Linked DNA regions of Pan troglodytes: region 1 is linked to region 2. The links are chromatin contacts, called in public Hi-C maps. All regions are on one chromosome and are shown on one strand. The core of a region is the stretch at or near the end of the contact, and the rest is flanking DNA. Distances in the headings are between cores, read along the strand shown.

What was found. A called contact is a pair of places that touch in the nucleus more often than the background predicts.
Region 1: a Hi-C map of stem cell-derived neural progenitor cells shows a contact between it and region 2, with 5 times the contacts expected there. The contact joins the enhancer-like site here to the promoter of ZNF608 in region 2. A contact is called at or near these places in 1 of 7 Hi-C or Micro-C datasets (stem cell-derived neural progenitor cells), 1 of 1 datasets of contacts at active chromatin or transcription factors (stem cell-derived excitatory neurons) and 1 of 1 other capture datasets (stem cell-derived neural stem cells).

The regions. Positions count from the first base shown.
Region 1 is chr4:122,656,708-122,663,599 of NHGRI_mPanTro3-v2.0_pri, reverse strand. No RefSeq gene overlaps it. Among named protein-coding and RNA genes, the nearest start is that of ZNF608, 160 kb to the right of the region's middle. Within about 2 kb of position 3,494, at least 11 of the 24 cell types and tissues checked have an H3K27ac peak or open chromatin away from gene starts, as enhancers often do. A contact at or near this core is called in stem cell-derived neural progenitor cells and stem cell-derived neural stem cells, where this site is marked.
Region 2 is chr4:122,499,361-122,507,014 of NHGRI_mPanTro3-v2.0_pri, reverse strand. It overlaps ZNF608 (zinc finger protein 608), which reads left to right and starts at 3,495. Exons shown (of 10, transcript XM_016953710.4): 1 at 3,495-3,795; 2 at 7,153-7,654. The coding sequence starts at 7,337.

The DNA of each region.
Region 1 (6,892 bases), core at 2,245-4,744, 160 kb before region 2:
GAGTGGGGCTGAAAGTTCCAAACCCCTAATTCTCTAATCACCTGGTCTTTCTGGTATCTGGCCCCATCCTGAGGCCATCTAGGGGCCCTACCCTAAGTAATCATTAGCATGAACTCAGGAAGTATCAAAGGGGCTTATGATGAACAACGAAAGATACTCCTATCAGGAAATGCCAGGGGGATTAGGAGCTCTAGGCAGAAACCAGGGACACAGACCAAATGTATTTCATATTATACCATGTATGTCAAACTGCTTTCTGAAAGAAAAAAAAAAAGAAGGGAATGGAAGGGGAAAGGGAAGAGAAGGAAAGGAAGGGGAGGGGAGTGGAAAGAGAACAGTAGACTAAGTGATATGAGTTAGGTTAGGTGAGGTTATCACACTCTTTATTCTTACAACCCTAGGAGCTGCAGTGAAGAATTTCAATAAAACATGTAGTATTTCCAGCACATTGTTAGTGATGTTCTATGGTCACTATCATTTTTCTCTTTGTGGGAATTCAATTTGTCCCTATTAAGCCCAGGTCACAGATTGAAGAATCTTAGTGGCCATCCAGGCTCTGCCTTTGAAGCAAAGGGTCAGTGCATTAGTACAAAAGGGAATTAATCCAGTACACTGGCTCACCACACAGTGTTTAATTCATTTAAAAGAAATGACCTATTCTAGGTTTCCATCTGAACAATCAGAAGCCTCCCTTCTCCCAAACAAGAACGTCATTAATGAATATTCAACGGAAAGTATTACTTCATTGTCAGCCCTAATTGCTAGTTTTACCTTATTAGTAGAAGCTTTTCTGTGGCTGAGCCTGACATACATTTGTTTGCACACTGTTATTAGTCAAGACTCAGTGAAGTCTTGTAATTAACACCTCCACATTATCTCATGCAGTGAAAGCAAAGACAAAACCAGATGACTCACTTTGTTTCAGCTTTGCTCTTGTTTTCTGATACAGAAGCACTTAAGGAGAAGTGTAAGCTCATCAGAATGCCATATGGAGCCAACAGAAACCATAAAAGGGTTTTCAGGAAGCAGTGCATGGAAGTTCATTAAGTGAACAACACTATAATCAACATCCTGATTTGAAACTCTTACCGGCTACTAATAAATTGTGCAGGTACATTACCTGCATCACACTCAGCGCCATCCAGGTCGCTGATGAAGGATCCATGTCCCCAAGAAGCAGGGGAGATAACATATTCTCCGTAAACATAATGAAGTTAATGATTCACATGACAGTTAAATAGCTTTCAGAAATCTTATCAGTTTAGAGATAAAGCAGACCAAGGCAATAAGTGTGTTTTAATCATTCCTACTATTGAAAACACTGTGACTAAAAGCTGGCTTCCAGCAGCCTATAAATGATATTTCTGTAGAAAATGGGGGAGGAGTGGAGGAAATGTCAACAGTTCATATTTTAGTTTTATATTTGGGAAGAGCTCTTTCTCCAAATGTCTCTGTTAAAAATAATTTCTAGCAAAAGAGATTTGAGAAAGCAAGATATCACATTTTTTCCTTTTATAAACTTAGCCTAATTGTCTTATTTTTATTTTTAAATGCAAAAATAAAACACCAAACCTTAAAAGAAATACCATTATCTGAAATTTTAACAATTAAATATACAAAATCTGTCACAGTTTAAAAGAAATAATTGCTTACTTCCTGCTTGCAAGTGTTTCTTTCCTAAAATAATATACACAAGGAGAGAATCAGCTACAATAGGAAAGAGGAATAATATATATGTAATGGTATAATGACCTTTCAATTAGCAAGAACAGTATTCCCAAAGCAATGAAGAATCTGGGCATTAAATTAAAATCATTATTATACAGAATTTGCACGGCTTGAATGGTCAGAATGCAAATCTTATTTACAAATGGAAACAGGCCAAAAATGTTATGGACCTCCATATACACGAAATTTCCAATATTACAAAAGTAATCCATCAGAAAGTAACAATCAGGCCGGGCGCGGTGGCTCGCGCCTGTAATCCCAGCACTTTGGGAGGCCGAGATGGGCGGATCGTGAGGTCAGGATATCGAGACCATCCTGGCTAACACAGTGAAACCCCATCTCTACTAAAAATACAAAAAAAAAATTAGCCGGGCATGGTGGCGGGCGCCTGTAGTCCCAGCTACTCGGGAGGCTGAAGCAGGAGAATGGCGTGAACCCGGGAGGCAGAGCTTGCAGTGAGCCGAGATCACGCTACTGCACTCCAACCTGGGCGACAGAGCGAGACTCCGTCTCAAAAAAAAAAAAGAAAGTAACATTCAAAAAGAATGCCTACAAGTTGCCCGACTCTTCCGGAAACATCCTGGTGGGCTTGTAACTGATCATGTCATAAGGAAATCACCCTTTCTTACAGGCATTTTACTTTGTCACCTTTATCATCCAAGTCACAACTCTGTGCAATATTGGTCTATCGTTCTGTGCCAGCACACAAGCTGGTTTATTTATTTATTTATTTATTTTTATTTATTTTCACGACAGGGTCTCCCTCTGTTGCCCAGGCTGGAGTGCAGTGGCGTGTTCACACCTCACTGTAGCCTCCCAGGCTCAAGAGATTCTCCCACCTCAGCCTTCCTAGTACCTGGGACTACAGATGCCCGCCACCAAGCCTGGCTAATTTTTGTGTTTTTTGATACAGACGGGTTTCACCATGTTGCTCAGGCTGGTCTCGAACTCCTGAGCTCAGGGATCTGCCCCGCCTAGGCCTCCGCAAGTGCTGGGATTACAGACATGAGCCACTGAGCCTGGCCAACAGGCCAGTTTAAATGACTGAGTCACAAATGTTACTACACAGTTGCAATTTGGGAAAATTATTAAATTGGGCAGCTTCATGGTAGAGATCCCAGGTATTCTATCCCAACCCCAGCAGTAACTCTCCGTAAAAACCAGCAGAGGTTTCAGCAGACAGAACTTTGGCCAGCTCTGTATTTTACCTCTGCCTAAAAATACTACCATTAAAGCATTTTCACATTTGTGCCACTGTGCATGTTTTGGCTTCAGGTGCCTACTTTGCCCTTTTGGTCCAGTGCTAGCCCTGAGGCTTAGGTTTCTGGCAAATCTATTGCACCAGAAGAGAACAGTCTGAAAATAGAAACATGGACTGTTTTGTCGCCATTGAATGGAAAGGCTAATAATAGCATTGCTTCATTGTTTGGCACTGACTCAAGGCTACCACGGCCAAGGAGCAGCGCGCCCTGCTGCAGTAACCAAATCATAAAGTTTCTCCAGGGAACGGTGCAGCTTTTCAGAACATGTTTTATATTCTGGGATTGCTCAGGAAGGAACTAGTTCAGAAGCCGTTTTGACATAAGTGTGGTTTGTTTCCAATTTAAAGGGAGGGGGAGGGGCTGGAGAGCCAAGCCAGGAGGTCAGTTGCAGAAGGGATGCAAAAATGTCGTTAAGGAGTTCCTGACAGGTGGTGATAGGGCTGTGGCAGTGCAGCCCGAGGCCTGGCAGGGAGTTTGTCCCTGTCAGGTTCTCAGTGTGCTCTCAGGGCTGCCTTCACACTCCTATTATGTTTATTTCTGTTGAACTTAAAGAGTGACCTTTTCAAAACTGCAGTGCATTGTTGACCCACATGCATTTTTGAGACTTAATTTTCCTGAATGCCTTCCTTGTTCCTGCATAAGAGAACTTTGTTGGAGAAAATGGGAAGAGGCTGAGGATAAAGAGCACTGGCATGGAAATCTTTCAGGCATTGAATTCTGCCTGCTATTAATAATTTAGAAGTGTTTTTAATGCCCTGATATGGAAGGAAGGTTTTTTGACACCAAAGGCATCTAAATATTAATTTCAGAGGAATTGGTTGTTACAAGCAGTTAACATCCATTTTGTTAGTTGACCTCCCAAGGAAGGTTAATGCACTAAAATCTGGTCATTAAGTATAGTAACAAATGTTTTTTCAGGGAGGTTATTACTATCATAAACTCTAATCCATGGTTCACAGGCAGCAGCCTCTAGTGCAGTGCTCTGACTAATGAAGAATTAACTATTTCTGAGCAGTTAATAAAGATTTTTTTCCTCACCAATCAACATACTCTACATGATCCTTATAATTACTAAAAGCATTAAGCCCCTGGTATGAGTGCCCACATGTCAGACAGGAATTCTACTCTGAGTAAATGACAAATGGCAAACCTAATCCCATTTCACTTAATTTTTTTCTAACATGCTCACTGAAATAAGAAATAATGGAATTCCTAAGTATTAGAAAAAGATGGTTCAGTCCAAAGCATTTGCTAAATGAGTATTGATGAGGTCTTTAGTCATATTTTATTGTGATGGAAGATTTTATACTCCAGTTCAGTTCTTGTTAGAATCAAGAAGTTAATTGGCTCCAAACAGGGGTTTTTACTTGCTTGTTTTGTTTTTCCTTTATTAAGAAGTGCACTCATCCACAACAACACAGGAGGGAAAGACTTGTGTGAGGAACACTAATATCTGCCTCACAACAATAAGAGGGAAAAGGTACAACCTAACCTTTCTAAAAAGCCTTGGGGCAGTGTTTTGCTTTTCAATGGAAAGGTCGTCCAGAATTAATTAAAGTCACTTTCCTGCTGAGGAGCAAGCATTTGACTTTACTTTGAAGGCTCAAAGAAAGTTGCTCATACTGATTTCTTAGAGACCCACATTTAAGACAGCATAGCCAAAGCAATTGGTCAGCCTTTAAAAAGTAACCTCCTTTTGGAGTCAAAAGTCTGAACAATTAATACACTGAAGACTTAGGTGCCTCTGAAGACATAGGCCAGAGTTGGCAAGGCAAAACAAAAAGGGTAAGAACAGCTTACTTTTCCCTAAGAACTATTACCTCACATTCAGGGAGGATCAGTCCTCACATTTACGCACACCATTTTCCTTCTTATTTTTAACTTAAGCTAAATCCTGTCGTTGGGACAGCTGCTCCCATTAAACAGAGAGGAGGAGGATAAAACCATACTTAGCAAAAATAAAAAGGATGTCATCTTATCGAAAAGAAAATGTATTTTGTAAAGGTTTGCATTACATAGGAAAAAAAAAGGGGGTCAAATACACAGACAGTAACTCACCTTCTCAAAATATTCCTCTGCTGGAAGATTCTACACACTGTGCCTACCTAAATAACCAGTAGGGTTGGCCACGTGCAGTGGCTCACGCCTGTAATCCCAGCACTTTGAGAGGCTAATAAGGCAGGCGGATCACTTGAGGTCACGAGTTTGAGACCAGCCTGGCCAACATGGCAAAACCCCGTCTCTACTAAAAACACAAAAATTAGCCAGGCGTGGTGGTTGCATGCCTATAATCCCAGCTACTCGTGAGGCTGAGGCAGGAGAATTGCTTGAACCAAGGCGGCAAGGGGGAGGTTGCAGTGAGCTGAGACTGTGCCACTGCACTCCAGCCTGGGTGACAGGGCGAGACTCCGTCTCAAATAAAATAAAATTAAAAACGAGCATGGTGGGGTGATCTATGCACATTATGATTTGTCTGAGAATCATTTGTTTGGCGCTTTGCTTGCTTGAAGATGACTCCATTAGTTTCCCACTTACGAGTGAAGGTTAGTGACTTAGTCTTCCTGAACTTCAGTTTCCTCATCTATAAAATGATATTATAACATCTATTTTCTTGAATACTTGTAAAAATTAGTGACAACATAAACCTGGTATACCAAAAGGCTATAGACCAACTAGTATAAATTTGTTATTCACTATGTCCATTGCTTTGTGTATTTACCACATTTTATAAAAGCAACTAGAATCCTAGAATGCCCCACAGAAACCTTCTGGGCCTAAAATTGCAATCAAGTGGTCATAATACATTAGCCTGACTTCTGAATACTAGAAGTTTGACAGAGCCCAGCTCATCCATCATGGACCCATCACTGGACACAAAACCTTCCCTGGTTGCCTCAGCCAGAAATAAACCTTCCAAACATGGTGTTCTAATTTGCCTTGTACTTTTCCCATACAATTCTTCACACCCCATCTTCGCTTAGAGTTATTTGTAGACAGATCTTGGATCTGTATTCCCAGCACTTAGCGCAGTGCCTCAAGCGCCAGAACTAAAAAGGGGTTTGTGAATTTCACTGTCTTGTGGCAACTTTACAGCCTAACCCCACGTGGATGACTAAATGAATGAAAAAGTGAATGTATTTAGAGATTATCTGCTCTTTCTTTATTCTTCTGTGGTGAACCCTCTCTCCCACTTTTTTCTCCACTGGCTTCTAAACTGTGTCTCTTGAAGTTTGTCTGCCACCTCCCGCCCACATCATTTCCCCACAGTTGATCAGTTGACAGTAAAAAGACAACAAGGAGGCTGATGTCTGGATGGCTGGATCATTTCTAAGCTGCGTATTTGCATATCAGGGGTTTCCTGCACTTTGACAAGGATTTTTAAGCGAGTATGGTAAACAGAAAGTTGTAGATTGAGACTCTATAAAGGTGAATCAAAGTGTCTTTTGAAATCACTGGTTTCCCCATATCCCTATTGCCATATCCCTCATTATTCAGAGAAATCACAGAAAAGAGAGGTTAGCCTTCCAGGGTTACTAGTGATTTGCTGTGTTGACCTTTGACATGCTCTTTAATCTCTTAGGACTTTAGTATTTTCATCAATAATAACAACAACCTGTTCTAATTACATCACAGGCTTGCTAGGCAAATCATATGAGAGTAGTATATAAAAGATATACTACTATATTACTAGAACTAGATATTAAAAAAGGACTAGGTTAGCTTGTGTAAATAGCTTTTTTAATAATGAATGCTATGTGAATCAATATATTAATAATGAGAAAAATTAGATTTGCTTGAAAACAAAATGCTATTAAAAACAGGAAGAAGCCATGGGAAAAAAGTTTAATTTGTCATTATAACAGGTAAAGAATATTGCTATAGTCACCCTCATAATGCTCTGA
Region 2 (7,654 bases), core at 2,246-4,745:
TTTATAGAGACAGGGTCTCGCTATGCTGAGCAGGCTGGTCTTGAATTCCTGGTTTCAAGCGATCCTCCAGCCTCAGCCTCCCAAAGTGCTGGGATTACAAGCATGAGTCACTGGGCCTAGCCCAAGAAATAATCTTTGATCTTTAATAATATACCCTAAATCAGAGGAAATAGGCACCAAAGAAAGATCACCATGTTTTCCTGTGTTACTACTAGAAGTCCCTGGCCTCCTCAGCATTGAGATGTCTGTCTTTAAAAAAGGAGGAAAGGGACCTTTTGATGACCTTAACAATGATGTAGTACAAGCAGGGGCAGAGTTGATCTTGAGATCCAAGGAGCGGGTAATGGAGGTTGTTGGAGGGGGATGATACTGTTTTGTTTGTTTGTTTGTTTGTTTGTTTTTGAGATGGAGTTTTGCTCTTGTTGCCCAGGCTGCAGTTCAATGGCGCGATCTCGGCTTGCTGCAACCTCTGCCTCCTAGGTTCAAGCAATTCTCCTGCCTCAGCCTCCCGAGTAGCTGGGATTACAGGCATGCACCACCACGCCTGGCTAATTTTGTATTTTTAGTAGAGATGGCGGTTTCTCCATGTTGGTCAGGCGAGTCTCAAACTCCCGACCTCAGGTGATCCGCCCACGTCGGCCTCCCAAAGAGCTGGATGATACTTTTTAAATGCCCCTTTTACACTATCCTCATGCTCCTTCCACCCCTCTGTTCCAAATACTCATTTCCTGACATCTCCTCCTTTCTACCACATCTCTGAGTAGACGCTAAGGTGTAAAATTACATAGTGCTTATATTATACAGTAGTGTATTGATATTATGAAGTATATGCATGTGGATATTAGAATGGTGACAAATAGGTTCCTAGTTACCTTGATGAGAGATTAAGATAACATTTTCATCTCTATAAATACAGAAAACTTCCCAATTTTGTGAGAGGAATAGCTCTGATTTTCAAAACTGGTAGTTAATTGTCTTAGTTTCAGTCATCAATTAGCTGATGGTCCTCTGATGCCTTTTGATTGGCCCCTTTGTCAAACAAAACAAAACAAAACAAACACAAGAAAAGCCAGTCTGACAACACTGGTTTATTCAAAAGTCTCCTGGAAGAACCTGGGAGGAAGGAGGTGGGGGTGGGGTGGAAATGGAGTGTGGAGATGTTGGAATGGAAGGAAATACTTTAATTTATCAAAATGGTTTGGGTTAAATATGTGGTAGAGTCGGGCCTAAGCCTTCATCTTGGGCCAGTAGGGTTTCTCAGAAAGGTTTAAGGTTTGGGTTTAAGTGTTGAAGCTAGGGTTAGATTAGATTATTTGATTATTACAAACCCTAAACTTTGGTTTTAGTTAGACTTCATCTGTGCTGCAGACGCTGTAATTTGTTTTGTATTGGAGGAACTCCAATCTTCTCCAGCTTCACTAGGTCTCATTTTTAAATGTCCCATTCTTTTAAGAACTACCTATATATTATTTCCAAACTAATATAACATATGGGGTAGGCATGGGCTTCCAAAGGCTGAGATGTAGATGACACCCCAGGGACACAGGAAGTGCCCAAGAGTGATCTGATCCTTTGAGAAATCACTCTTTTAGAAGAAGAAAAGTTAAAAAACAGTATGGTGCTGTATTCTTATCAATGGGGCATACACAAATGTAAAATCTGTATATTCAAAAATATAAAACAAATCTCAAAGCTAAAATGGAGGCTAGGTAGATATCAGATCCCTAATTTGCCCATTTTATTTGTTAAAGTACAGCTTTGATTTGAATACAAATTGACTTAGGGAGAGCTAAGGACTAGTACAGGTTGCATTCCTCTGGTTTATATGTCCCAATAAAGGGTGGAAACTGCTGTTTATTACTATTTGCAGCCTCAAATCTAGTTCATTTATGGTAGTGAAACAGCTAATTGGCAATTTTTTTATGGACTAAATATATTGAAAGCTCAAACATGAGTCAATAGCCATTATTTAAAATATGTGACATAAATATTTTTATTGATCCACGAAGTCATCACTGAATATTTACATCAGAAGCTGTCTTCTGCTAGCACTCATTCACTTTACATGTCCATATGACTCAGTTAAGACACAACCTTAAATTGCAATTGTCACGTGGAAATTACAATCCCAGTAGTACTGGATCTTTAAAACTTGGGATCATGATGCTTTCAGTTTACAGTAACCTTTGACTTTCAAATGTCCATATTGTAGCTTCTAAAAACAATGAAGGTAACAATAAAAAATTAAAAATTAAATGTACTCTAAAGGCTTAATATATGTAAATACATTAGCTTAAATATGTTAGCTGTTATAGTAAAATGCTAAACTTGTTATTTCATATTAACCTCTCTTATCCTATGAGCTGAGTCTCATTAACTTGGTTGCTGGCATTTGTCCTACAATACATTCTAAAATATTTCTGTGTTTGTGGATTGTAGATGTAGCATTCAGAGGATTCATGATGCCCCCTTCCCCACCAGTGGGGTTAAAGATATGGGGGAAGAGGAATTCTGACCCTTCCACAGTTTAAATACGTGTACTGGGACTGTTTAACAGTTAATCTTCCTAGTACATTTAACTTTCATAAGTCGATTTTTTAAAAGATGAGGCTGGCCCGAGGTGTTACTATGGTTAGCTGGGGCCTTATTTTAATATTAAGTTTTTCTTTTTTGGAGTCACATAACACCAGGTGGAAAAGATTTGTTACTAATTCCAGGGAAGAACCATTCACATAGTGTTGGTTAAATGGTCGCCTGCGTTCACACTTCAGTGCCTGTAGACCAGAGCCCTGGAAACAAAAGGGTTACTTGTTTCCCCACCATCGCCTTTACCCGCAGATCGATTTTTCTTATTTAATCAGCGAGTAAAAAGAGAGACACAGGGAAGAAAAAAAAAATTGCAGGAAGGGCAAAGTGGTGGGGGGAGGGTTGAAAGCCAGAAGCTGCAATACAGAAAATCAGTCTTGGGAGTTGGGCTGCGAAGTCCTTGGAACAAGGAAGGGAAGCCGGCAAAATGCTCGCAGTCAGTTCCACACAGCCAGCCTCCCTTTTCTCTTCGCTACGCGCTAGCGGCTCGTTTGGCTTCTCTCTGCCACCGAGCGATCACATACATTATTTCCCCCAAGATAACACAATCAAACTTGTATTTACCGACATCCTCTCCTCGCAGCCTGTTTGAGATTTGTTTTAATAAATAAGTGTTTTATGTGAATGATGTTGTAATTGAAAGGGGCGCACCATTTTTTTCCCTTCTTACTGCGGGAGGTTCCTCAACCCCAATCTGGTTGGAAAATAAAACGCTTTGTCTCCACAACCACCCCCCACAGCACCCCCACCCGCTCTCAGTGTGTGTTTTATACGTGTGTATATCTCAACCCCCTACAGTAGCCAAGAGAAAGCAGCTAGCCAATGAGAGAGCCCAGTTTCATAAAAGCTGCTCTCTGATTGGCCCGATGCGAAAGGGCACTGGGAACAAAGAAAAGTCCCTTTCAGGTATAGAGGCTGAGAGCTTCTTTTGCTCCACTCCCCCTGTGTGTGTGTTGTGTTTCAGTCCTGATTTAGTGTTGCAGAACAAGCTTGTTGTGTGTGTGCACCAGGGGGATTTTTGTTTTGCTTTTTTTAAATTTCAATTTTTGCTTTTATAAAAAATACACAGGACGGTCTGTGACATTTGATGGTCCATCTTCTTTAATAATAAATTTGTTGAAGAGATTATAATTTCCAAAATAAAGCGGCTGCAACCAAACACATTCAATGCAGTTAGAAGGAAAAGGTCAACTCGATCCAATACAGACCGTAAGTACGGTTGCGTGGTGTGTCTCTATATAGCACTTAGCGGGGACTTCATGCAGGGGAATGTGCGAGTTTTATGCATAGAAATGAGGAACTAGTTATAGGGTTTGGCTTTTGCATTTAGAACAACAACCCAAGAAGGGTGAATTTTATTCAGTGGAGGGTGAAGCATTTGTAACTTCACACAAATTAAGCTTGACTGGGCACTCGGGGTAACTTAGAGGAAATTAGCTTTTGGGCTCTAACCCAAAGGAGAATAAAAGTGACACAGTTACATATCCTGGTCTGCAGTGTCAATTCTCTAGCTCACCTTACTCCCTCCCTCTTCTGTCCTAGCTGGGCAGACCCCCCTCCCAAAGCGATACAGGAAAATGGGGGCAAGGGCAGAACAAGCCGATTTCTGTCTCCTGTCAGATCCCAGTGCCCGATAATTTAATATTAAACAAGGGAATAGTCACTCATTACATGTAATGGTTATAATTACCATTCGCCATCTCCTTAAAAAAGCAAGCAACAAAAATACCATTAAGAGAAAAAATAAAAGCCCCACCCAACCCAAACAAACCCACAAATAGTAACAATGGTGTATTTATTACAGGACCAGGCTGGGGAGCAAGCAAAAGGTTTTTCTTTGTTTAATACATGAAGTGGGGGTCCCTAAAATCCAAATAGCTCGGAGATACCCTTCTCCCTCCCCCAGGCGTCCCCGTCCCTGGCCCCTTGGGAAAGCCGACAAATTGGAGATAAGTTGAGGAAAGGTTTATAAAGTGTTTCTTTAAAACATCTGCTTTGCTCTTGTGCTCATTACATTTCACTCCTTCCGAACTTCGGAGATCCTAGATCTCCGAGAAATGTTTCACATTCATAACTTGTAGCTTCGCCCACTGCGGGGTGCGGAGGGAAGAGGTTGGGGGAGTGTGTGCAGGGGGAGGGGAGAGACTTTCAGCTTTTTTTTTTTTTTAAAGACCAGATCAGTATTTTCTTGATACGCTTGTCACCATTTTTGTTCTCACGACAACCAATTGAGCCCTTGATCCTCACGTGATGTGAAAGGCTTGCACTGTAACAAAATCGCTCCTTTTAGATGGTTGGTTGTTACTAACTCGCCCATCCCCCTCTCCCAGCCCCGACATTTCCAGCAAAGCGACTCTCCACTTCCAATCCATCAACAATTCATTACTGCTTTTAGCTTCCAAACGCCAGCTAATTAAAAATACTAAGCCAAGCTCCGGGGCCATCTGACTAAACACAGGAGGGGGTGGGCGAAGGGAGGAGGAGGAGAGAAAAAATAAATAAAAGGGAGACACACCGTTTGCTGCGAGTATAAGAGGGAAAAACTCCCGAAAAAGGTCGCCTTAAAAAAAAAAAAGAAAACAAAAACCTTTTTTTGACTCTAATTATCGAATTACCACATGACTGACTGACCTGAGAGACAGAGGATTCCACTCCCCTCGGGAGCTATACTAGGAACTCAGTTCCTTTTTCTTAAAACAACATAAGACAGGAAAACATCACATCCTTTAGGTTTCGAAGACTGAGCCCATTTTAAACGCCGTTATTTTCCCCACCCCACCGCCCCACGCCCCCCGCCCCGAGCGAATGCTGTTATAACTGGTTTATCAGCTCACTGAATCATCTGCTCTCTCCTCCTCCACACCTTTCTTTTTCTCCTCTTGCCCAGTTTCTCATCCCACCCTTTCTTCCTCCTCCTCCTCCTCCCTCTACTCCCCCCCTCCTTTTCTCTTAAGTTAGTTCAAGAAATCAAATCTGTCAGGACGGGCGGAAAAATGCCACTTCCCGACTAACAGGCGGAATCCAGCCCAGATTTTCAGTCCTTTCTTCTTATTCTTTCTTCCCTTTCACTAATTTATCCCGATGTTAGCACATTCTGTCTCGTTACTAGCGGACGCCTGTAGGTTTGCTACATGGGATCATTACTGATCACGGTGACTCTGAAGTCTGGAACTGAAGGCGGAATGAGAAGTTGGGAAAACTTTTTTCTCTAAACTCTCTGTTTTTTAAAAAACTATTATTCTCGATGCTTGTTAAGAGGAAAAAAAACCTTTGGTGCTTCTGTTGTGAATGTGAAACATTATTTTCCAGCTGTACAGTGACACATTTTTTTTAAGGAGAAAAGGACTGATTCGTTTGCCAAAAGGGGGGTGGGGAGGTGGAATAATGTTATCGAGTGATTATTCTGGCTGAGATGTGTTATTTGGTTTCTTCCTTCTTGATCATTTGGTGTTTAAGTAAAATGAGGCACAGGCTTGTTTGCCGAGTGGAGTGGGAAAGGCATTTTGATTTGCTGGCCTAATTAAAAAATGATAAAGGATTAAAAGGTAAGCAATGTCTGTGTGTGTGTATGTGTGTGTGTATGTATATTTATTTATTTTTTTCTTGACAATCAACTGTTAAAAAGGGGCTGATCCCTTTAAAAACCGTTTTAACTGCTCTTTGTCAAACACACTCATTTGCGGTCATTGAGGCCACCTTGGCGCAGATCACTTAAAGTGTATGTCTTAATCAGTTTTCTGTACAGTCAGTAGCACCATATTTAAGAGAGTGAGCAATTCTCTGACCTAGGAATACGGTAGAATTGTTTAAATGTATTTTTTTCTCAAAAGGCAGGTATTTAACTTTTTATATAACACTGTCTTTTCTAGAGAGAAGTGCTCTTAAAAGACATGCATATTTCAAAAAAGAAATTGTAGAAGCTGTTGGGGAAAAGAGGATAGGAGGGAGGTATGTGTGTGTGTTGGGGGCAGTTATTGGTTGTTTTTTCTGTTCCTTACTAGGAACAAAAACCAGATTGCCCAGACAATTTGTAAAAAGAAGTACTGAAACCTAAAATTAGAAATAAGGAAAATTTAGCAACATTCTATTCTGAAAACTAGCCTCAGAACTTCCAGGGTCTGGTCTTCTAAATTGCAAGATCTAGGACATGTTTAGGGATGTTTAAAGCTGTGTTCTTCCTTCTTGTCTGAGTGTTCAGGCTGTGTTTCTGGGGTTGAGATATCACATGTGCCAGACTGAAATCCTAAACTTTAAAAAAGAACACAAAAACCTTTCTGGACTTGAATCAGATCCTTAAGATAATTTAATGCTTTTAAAAAGGCGATTATCCTTGTGTTGTTGATAAAGGGATTTTCTTTTTAGCTACCGTAAGATGCTTACTGTCATAGGTTTATTTTTCGGGTTTGGTTATTTTCCTTTAAACCTGATATTGGACTGTGAGGACAATACATGAGCCACCTTACTCTCCATCCTTCCCTGTCCCCTTTACTGATTCCCCAATACTAATCGTTTTTTATTCTGGTAACACCCAGACAAGAAATATTCGACTTTTCCCCCCCTTCACAGGAAAAGGTGGACCTGGACTGAGGGTGTAAAATCCCTGGACACATTCGTGAGGCAGGAAAAAGAAGAGGAAGATTAGAAGATTTTTTTTTTTCTTTGAGAGAAAGCCCAGCGGAGATAAACGAATGTCCCCTCATCTCCAAAGAAAAGTTCATCGGATTTTTATTCTAGAGAGCTCATCTTCAGGATGTCAGTGAACATTTCTACTGCAGGAAAAGGTGTGGATCCAAATACAGTTGATACTTATGACAGTGGCGATGATTGGGAAATCGGGGTTGGAAATTTAATAATTGATTTGGACGCTGATTTGGAGAAGGACAGACAGAAATTTGAGATGAATAATTCCACCACCACCACTAGTAGCAGCAACTCCAAGGATTGTGGAGGTCCGGCCTCCAGTGGGGCTGGTGCTACCGCAGCCTTAGCTGATGGCCTAAAATTTGCTTCTGTTCAGGCCTCTGCTCCCCAGGGGAATTCACACAAAGAGACCAGCAAATCAAAAGTG